Regions from separate parts of the Zea mays genome. Here region 2 is linked to region 1. A link is a contact called in public Hi-C data. All regions are on one chromosome and are shown on one strand. Each heading gives the region's core, a stretch centred on a gene start, on an enhancer-like site or on the middle of the called end of the contact. The rest is flanking DNA. Distances are from core to core; before and after follow the strand shown. Region 1 holds the start of LOC100281285. Region 2 has its middle 8.9 kb from the start of LOC100502211.

Region 1 (3,741 bases), core at 401-2,900:
GGAGCTCCTTCGTCCACTTGGAAGGCCTCAGGTCCTATGGGGTAGGTCTCGAACATTTGAACTACCCAAAGTAGATAAATTTAAAGATTCAAGGGATGGTAGAGGGTCCTGGTCGGCTAAGAATATAATATGTGTCATGATGCCTCGAGTGTCATGGGGCCTAGAGTTTTAGATTATTGTTGGTACGACGATAGTTGATCGAACTCAAGTGTAGGAGGGTGTCCTAGGGATACCGAGGGCCTAGGGTTTTAGATTGTTGTTTTCATGACAAAATTATCGATGTAGTTTTATTCTTTTGGGGAGCATGGGTCCAACAGTCTCCACCTTCTCTCTTGGGATGATTTCTTTTACCATGATCTTTGAAGGTATCTTAACAACATTTGAGGTATGAACAATGACATATCTTAGTATCCCAAATACGCTGTCACCCGCGCTATGTCAAATACATGGATCAAAGGAACCAAATTAAACCTTCGTGTATTTATTCAGACAATATCAGCTCCATAATGAGAAATATAAAGAGTGTGGTAACTTTTACTAAGACCTGGAACGAAAAAAAACATTGGATTTCGCCACTAGCGGAAAGCTGACGCGTGACATTGCGGAGAACGGGAGAAGACATGGACTATATAACAAGTCAAAAAGGCTAAAACAATCATGCGGTACAAATAAAAAGGGGGTGTGTGAAGTGGACGGAAGAAGAAAAAGGCATTAAGCATGCACAACCACACGCATCACCCAATTAGGTAACTTGAAGATATTGGTTCTAGAAACCAGAATTTCCAACGGGGTGTGCCACGTGTGCGGTATATCACTGAGTTATGCGTCATTCCAGAAATGACAGATTTATTTTAAACAGAAAAAAACACAATCGAACTTTACACATTTCTAAAAAAAATAAGTTAATATAAGTTTACGACAACGAATCTACATTATTAATTTACACTTATTTACTAAAATGCTTTCGAGATGATTTCGATTCTTTGGTAAAATAGCACATCATTATTATATTATCATTAGCGGGTGAAACGGATAAGCACAAACAGGTCGACGCGCGTGTGCATGGTTTATTTCGGACGACATCGTCGTGAACTCGTATGCGTGCCCCTTGAGTCATGACAAATGGCGGGGCAGCGCACGGCACGGGTGCGTCGCCACACGCGCATGCTTGCGAACGGTGGCGCAACCCCGATTCCGGTCCGGGAGGCGCAGCTGGAGGCTGGACGCGCTATGGCTACTTGGCTACTACTAGTAGCCAACAGCGCTTGGTCGTGCTCGTGCCTCTCGGTCCCTACCTCGCCGCTCAGCCTCCTCGGCAACGAGCGTGAAAGAAATCCCTCGCAACGTACGTCGCGCATCTCCACGCCCCCTTGGCCCGGCCCGCTTGGCCCCATCTCACCCTTTGGATCCTTTTTTTTTCATTACGGATATCGGACGGTGTCCCCGACTGTCTGACATGGGCGGGGGCGATTAATTAGCCAGACGACTCGCTCGCTCTCAGCTTCCACGGCGACTGCCATTGGAACCCTGGTAGCTTTCTCTTTATTAATCGCCTTTTCGGGGGCGCCCCACCCCACACACGCGACGCGTAGAAACAGAGTCAAAACCCCGCCGTCTCCCTATATATACGCTCTCCGCCCGCAGCCGCTCACTCCACTCCACTTCCAGAGCGTGCCTTGCTCGTTGCTGCTCACTCAGTCACCTCCCCTGCCTCTGCACGTACTACGTACGTGCCGAGGACACAGCGGCCGGCGATGGGAGGCGCAGGCGAGGTGACGGAGCTGGAGCTGCGCATCCAGCTGCCTGACGGCGGCGGCGGCGGCGGCTACAACATCAACGACAACGCCGACATCCTGGCCGAGATCCTGGCGCGTCTGGACGGGCGCTCGCTGGCCGCGGCCGCCTGCGTGTGCCGCCTGTGGGCCGCCGTGGCGCGCCGCGACGCCGTCTGGGAGGCGCTGTGCCTCCGCCACGTCGGCCCCGCGCCACCTGCGGCGGCCGCGGGCCCGGCCACCCGCGCCGTCGTCGCCGCGCTCGGCGGGTACCGCCGCCTCTACCGCCTCTGCCTCGGCCCGGCGCTCGACCGGCTGGCGCAGGCCCAGGCCCAGGCGGCGCGGGCGCACCACCTGTCGCTCTCCCTCTCGCTCTCGCTCTTCTCCATCGACTGCTACGAGCGCCTCGGCGGCGGCGGGGGAGCGGCGGGGCCCAGCGCCGGCGCGGGTGCGCGCGGGAGACAGCAGCAGCAGCCGTCGTCGCTGCTGTTCCTCTGCAAGCCCGTCGACGTGTCGTGATGGCAATGGCATTCAGCTTCAGCCGTCGTCCTTCCTCCGCGAGCCCGTACGTCGACGTGTCGCGATGGCATTCAGCTCTCGTCGCTCCTCTGCTCGTCCTTTCCATGTCGTCGCGTCGTCCTTGGCGTACGCTGTCTGCCCTGGGCGCCTGGCCTTTGCTGCTGCTAGCTGCAACCTGCAATGCTCGTTTGCGTGTCTCACGGCCGCCGCCGCTTAACATAATCGTTTTAATTGGTTTGGTTTTGTTGATTAGCACGGACGAACAACAGGCAAGGAAGAGCTCTTCAATCAATTCAAGCTGTACCCGGAGAGGCTTATTAAATTCTAATAATGCTTATTCTTTCTTCCTTTGCTTTGCTTTACCCGCTGAGTACGCTTGTCCGCGCCCGCTTGGCGACTTGCTGTTTCGATGCAAGCGCCTTGTACTGCTTCCTCATGTTGCTGCTGCTTCGGCGGGATGCTTGCGTTGCGTGCACCCATGCCTGTCGACATTGCTTTCGTGTTTGGCTCCATGCCTGTCGACTTCGCCCGCCTCTGGGAACGGATGGATGTACATGGACGGACGCACGCACGCATGATCCAGCCATGACGGCGAGCTCTCGTCGGCCGGCCATGTGTTCGATACGCTCAGCACCGACTCTTACGTTCACTGTTGTGTTCACGACCGAAAATGGTCAGAGCATTGAAAAGGTGTCTTTATAAACATATTTAGAATTTGTAGTCAGGCATTAAAAAAAGAACGGTGCCCAACCCCGCTAACCGCCCTGACCTCAAGTTTTATCTTTTTTTTTCCTAAACCTCCAGTTACGTTGTTTGTTGCATCTATCGAGATTCATTGGTGTTCTAGGTGGCATTGTCAACCCTAGCCATGCATCTCCCCATGGGGTCCTCCAAGGAGCTGTTAGAGTTGCTTGCCGAGTAGGATAGATTGATTGCAACCTAGGGCAATGCTACTCTTGCTGGTGTGTGATTTAGATCTCAATTCGGTGTCAATGCACTTTTAGTGACTCTGTTCGGGATGGAGATCAATCTAACAATGGGAAGAGGGACCTTACCGACGTGTCCAATGAGGAGAACATCCTCTATCCCACTACTATCGGTAAGCTCCTAGAGAGGCTTCACAAGGAGTTAAAGAAGAAGAACACTTCTAATGTGGCAGCTACACTAGCAAGTTTCTGATTCAAGGGCCGTTCAAGTAAGGTGGCTGAACAACACAAGCCTCTCAGTATCCAGACTTACAACTCCGAGCTCCCATCTACCTCTGGATCCAAGGTAACACCATTTGTATGCAAGCCTCCTTCTGATGTGTTTACTTCGAATCAAGTTAAGCTGATGCAAAAATGGATGGAAGAACATGAGGCAAATTTTATTAATCAATTTACTGTTATTCAACATAATGTCGCTCTTTATGAAACTGATTAATGACGAACCTACTGTACCTAGTTGCTCT
Region 2 (3,988 bases), core at 1,361-3,860, 92 kb after region 1:
GGATGTAGAGGGTTGATATAGAGTGAATCGCTATAGAGAATAGAGATATAGAGAGAGGTTGCTAACGTGGCAGATCAGTGGAATATAGAGGGAGAAAAATAGACTAAACCGTTGTACACAGTCCAACACAAAATTAATGGAAGCGCCAATGGCAGGTTGACCTATGCCCGACGGCCATGTCGTCGTCGGAGTACTTTTCACGGTGGAGATGTACACGCTGCTGCGTCCTTTGGGTGCTTGCGCCTGTCTACCTACACTGCATGAATGGTGGCAACACTGCTATGAAGTCATTCATGAGTGAGCAATGGCTGCCATGGACAGGGAGTCATTCATGAGACGTTTTCACCGGGGAAGGGGCGAGGGACAATACTCGTCGTACGTCAGCGGACAACAGTCAATAATGAGACGGCAATTATATAGTAGCAGGGCATGTAAGGCCAACTCTAATAACTTCGTGCATACAAGTGTGTTTTACATTTTTTTGTAAAGTGAAGTTTAAAATATATAGAGTACGAATGTAGGATAGAGAGTGGTAGAGAGACTACTGAAGATAAGATTGAGATATTTTGTAGTAGTATATTCACACTCCTGCTACCACTGTCCATCTAGATTCAAGCCACCTTAGATACAGTGGTAAGTGGAGTAATAATGAAACGAAATGTGGTCCTGTCTGCGATCGAGGGCGTTGCAGAATGCATGTCCGGGTTTGTCTAGATGCAATGCAAAGCTCCACCCTTCCACCAACATGCTGATGGCGGCAAGATCCTAGATTTAATCACGCATAGGACCATACGTTTTGAATGCCATTATTATAGTGTTTGCCCACTTTTAAAGGTGGGGTTTGTTTCAACTTATTTCCAGCTTCTGGTCGTCATAAACTGCAGCAGACTGTTAAATGTCTAGCCTTTTAGTCCGTTTTTATGAGAACCGTTTTGATGAAAAGCGTCTAAAATTAACGTGAACATAAAATCTACCGAGTCGTTGTGTGAGTAGAAATTCGTCACTTTATAGATTCTAAACCCTATGAACCATTTTATATTTCTCCACGCGTAATCTTCATGATACTCAAATTCCTCCTACAACCAACTTGTACCCACAACTAGATTCTTAGAAAAGATTCAGGAAAAAAACTGAAACAAAGAGACCCAAAGCTCCCAGTGGAGAGTTATTGTGCATGCTTTCTACATAGCTGTGATGTTTTTCTTCTGTATGCATGTATGGAGCTAGGTTAGCCTGTCTCTAACATACCCTAAATGTCGCACTATATGCACGGTCTATCAAAGACAGCCAGACTATTTTCGACAACCTTTTTATCACACTTACTATCTTACTCCTCATTTTAAACTTCACTATATAAACAGTGTAATCTACAATTCTACATTATAAAACCGTATTTTGCATGTTCATATACACGTTCCGCTGTAGATGGCCTAGAACTTAACAAGCTAGTAATAGTAAAGTAGTAATGCGTTCAGACTTACTGTCATAACAGAAACCCTTTGACTTGATTAGGACGTTAGACAATACTAGACTCCATTCCGCATTTCCGCTGCTGTTTGCTGTTGCTACGCGGAGTTAACAACGAAGAAGCCTGCTCCCTGTCCTAACTCGTGATAGATTCAGAGAACTTGTTCGCGGATGGGTTGAACTATGTACATGACAGGCGATGCTGATACATTCAGACATGCATATCGCACGATTTAACGGATGACACCACCGAGAGAACCTGTCAGACTGTCCGCAACGGTTACCCATAATTTTTTTTATCTATATCACTTTTTTGCGTCACATCATCAACATTTCATCCCCTACTTTTTCATTTCTCGCAGCGGTTCCCCATATATTCCCCCCTATACCCCACTACAACTATAAAATATCACTATCCAATTTAAAAAGCATAGGATCGATACTCCTACCAATTTAATATCTAATAATGTGTTTATGTTATTGAATCTATGTTCATGTTATTGAATCTACTTAGTGTGCAAGCAATACTTATACTAGTATTTATAATAATGTTGTTTAATTTAAAAAGCATAGGATCGATACTCTACCAATTTAATATCTAATAATGTGTTTGGTTTGAAGAATCAATCTATTTTAGGTGAGTTGGTGCATCATGAGTATGTCAACAAATTTGGTGGTGATCGATAACTTATTTGATTACACAAATCAAACAAGAAACCGAAGAATGAGAAGATAATAGACTATCCCATTCCTGGAATCAAACAATACTCTAAAATTATCATAATTTACATCCCAAAGGCCACCCCTAAACCATAGTTCGTGGCTGATATGAATGCCCGCCGCTCGTCAGGGGCGACGCAACTGCTGTTCCAAACGACATTAATGCGCAACAGAAACAGAGGGTTTCAGCCTGGCGCAATGGAAGTGTCATCTTGGAGCATACTAGAGGCAGATACATGGTTTGGAAGACGTCGTGCAGTGCATGCGTTCAACATTTCGGGCGTGCCTGATCTGACAAGCGAGCGGAGCCGATGCGCGCGCGTACCTGTCACGCGCAGCAGCAGAGTACATAGGACAGGACAGGAGAGGACGAGGGTCGTCGTTCCTGCCAACGACTGTGCTCGCTTGACTGAGATCCAGGGGGCGCCCGCTTGGAAGAGATGGCCAAAACAGCAACATCCAACGGGGACGGGGGTGGTGCACCCCCGACTGGTACCTACCGTGAAAAGGGCAGGCAAACAGGACGCCTTGAATGAGCGAGCCCCGGTCCGGCGCGTTCCCGTCGCGTTTCCAGCAAAGGTGAGAGCAGTTTCCTCACGCAGCTAGACCGTTGCTCCCTGCAGTTTTCCGCTGCCTCGGCCAACGATGCCCGTGCTGCGTTGCATCCACGGCCACGGCGACGACTGCTCTGCTCTGCTCTGCCCTGCCCGTTTCGCTCCGACGGAGGGGAAAGTGGGGCGAGGCGCTCGCTGGTTGCTTTCGATCGGTCGCCGGTCGGGCAGCGGACGAGGCGCCGGGCCTTTCTATTCTAGTTGCGGGATTCATTGCTCCTGGGGGCCCAGGCGACCCATGGGCAACATCGCTTCCCCACCCGTGATGGATACTGTCCGGCCCGGTATATATCCTAGTCTAGATTGCAGCGCTGAGTTGGGATGGATCACGCTCCGACCACCCCCCCTGCCGTTGGACTGTTTTCTCTCCCTTTTGGGCTGGCCCTTATTTTGCTATTGAAATGCTTCACAAAGTGCTAGTTAGTGCTGGGAATTTTTTTAGGGAAATGGTTTTTTTTATTATTATCCCAGCAAGAGTTAACGGAGATGGTCACATTATTGTCCGCCCAGGATAGGATAGGTTCAAGCTGAAGGTTCCGAATCCAAGCTGTTGAATGTTTTGGTACAGAGGGAGGAGAAGGTGCCCATGAGCTAGCTAGCTCATCAGCCGCTCAGTTGTGGCTGGCGCTGATGGGAGGGAGGGGCCGAGGGCGAGGGGACAGCCGATCGACCGGCGTACGGCGTGGCCGGGCGAGCTCTCGCCGGTGACGACGTGTTGCAACAGCAGAGGCTGTGCGGACTGCCTGCGGAGCCCAGGGCAAGGCTACGGTACCCCCAGCATGTCCGCCCATGCTGCTCACTCGTCAGTCAAGCTGGCATAACAACGTGCCCGCAAACTCCGGCAAAGAAAGGACGGCGTACAACCGGTCTACTGCAAGTATTGACATGTAAAAATTGTTGAGAAACCCTAATGAAAGGTTATGTGGGCAAATACCGAATATGCCCCTGAGGGCAATCACGTCTCTATATATAGAACATGTACCCCTCATATGGAAGAGATCAGAAAGAGGCCATAGGCCCAACCATATATCCTGTGTCTCGTGTGTTTCCTCTGTCGTGCTTATGGGAAGGGAGACGGGTTCTCTACAGCTTCTCGCGCCTCTACTGCTGACGGGAGGGAAGGGAGCGGATCTGGTGATCCGTGGTAACGTAGTTCTCAACACGTTATCAGCACGCTCTACCTCGACGTT

The links. A called contact is a pair of places that touch in the nucleus more often than the background predicts.
Region 2: a Hi-C map of leaf shows a contact between it and region 1, with 3 times the contacts expected there. The contact joins the enhancer-like site here to the promoter of LOC100281285 in region 1. A contact is called at or near these places in 6 of 25 Hi-C or Micro-C datasets (endosperm, leaf and root tip).

The regions. Positions count from the first base shown.
Region 1 is chr1:24,352,195-24,355,935 of Zm-B73-REFERENCE-NAM-5.0, forward strand. LOC100281285 reads left to right here and starts at 1,651. Exons shown (of 1, transcript NM_001372495.1): 1 at 1,651-2,619. The coding sequence starts at 1,755. The coding sequence ends at 2,291.
Region 2 is chr1:24,443,726-24,447,713 of Zm-B73-REFERENCE-NAM-5.0, forward strand. No RefSeq gene overlaps it. Among protein-coding and RNA genes, the nearest start is that of LOC100502211, 8.9 kb to the right of the region's middle. Within about 2 kb of position 2,611, at least 20 of the 20 cell types and tissues checked have an H3K27ac peak or open chromatin away from gene starts, as enhancers often do. A contact at or near this core is called in endosperm, leaf and root tip, where this site is marked.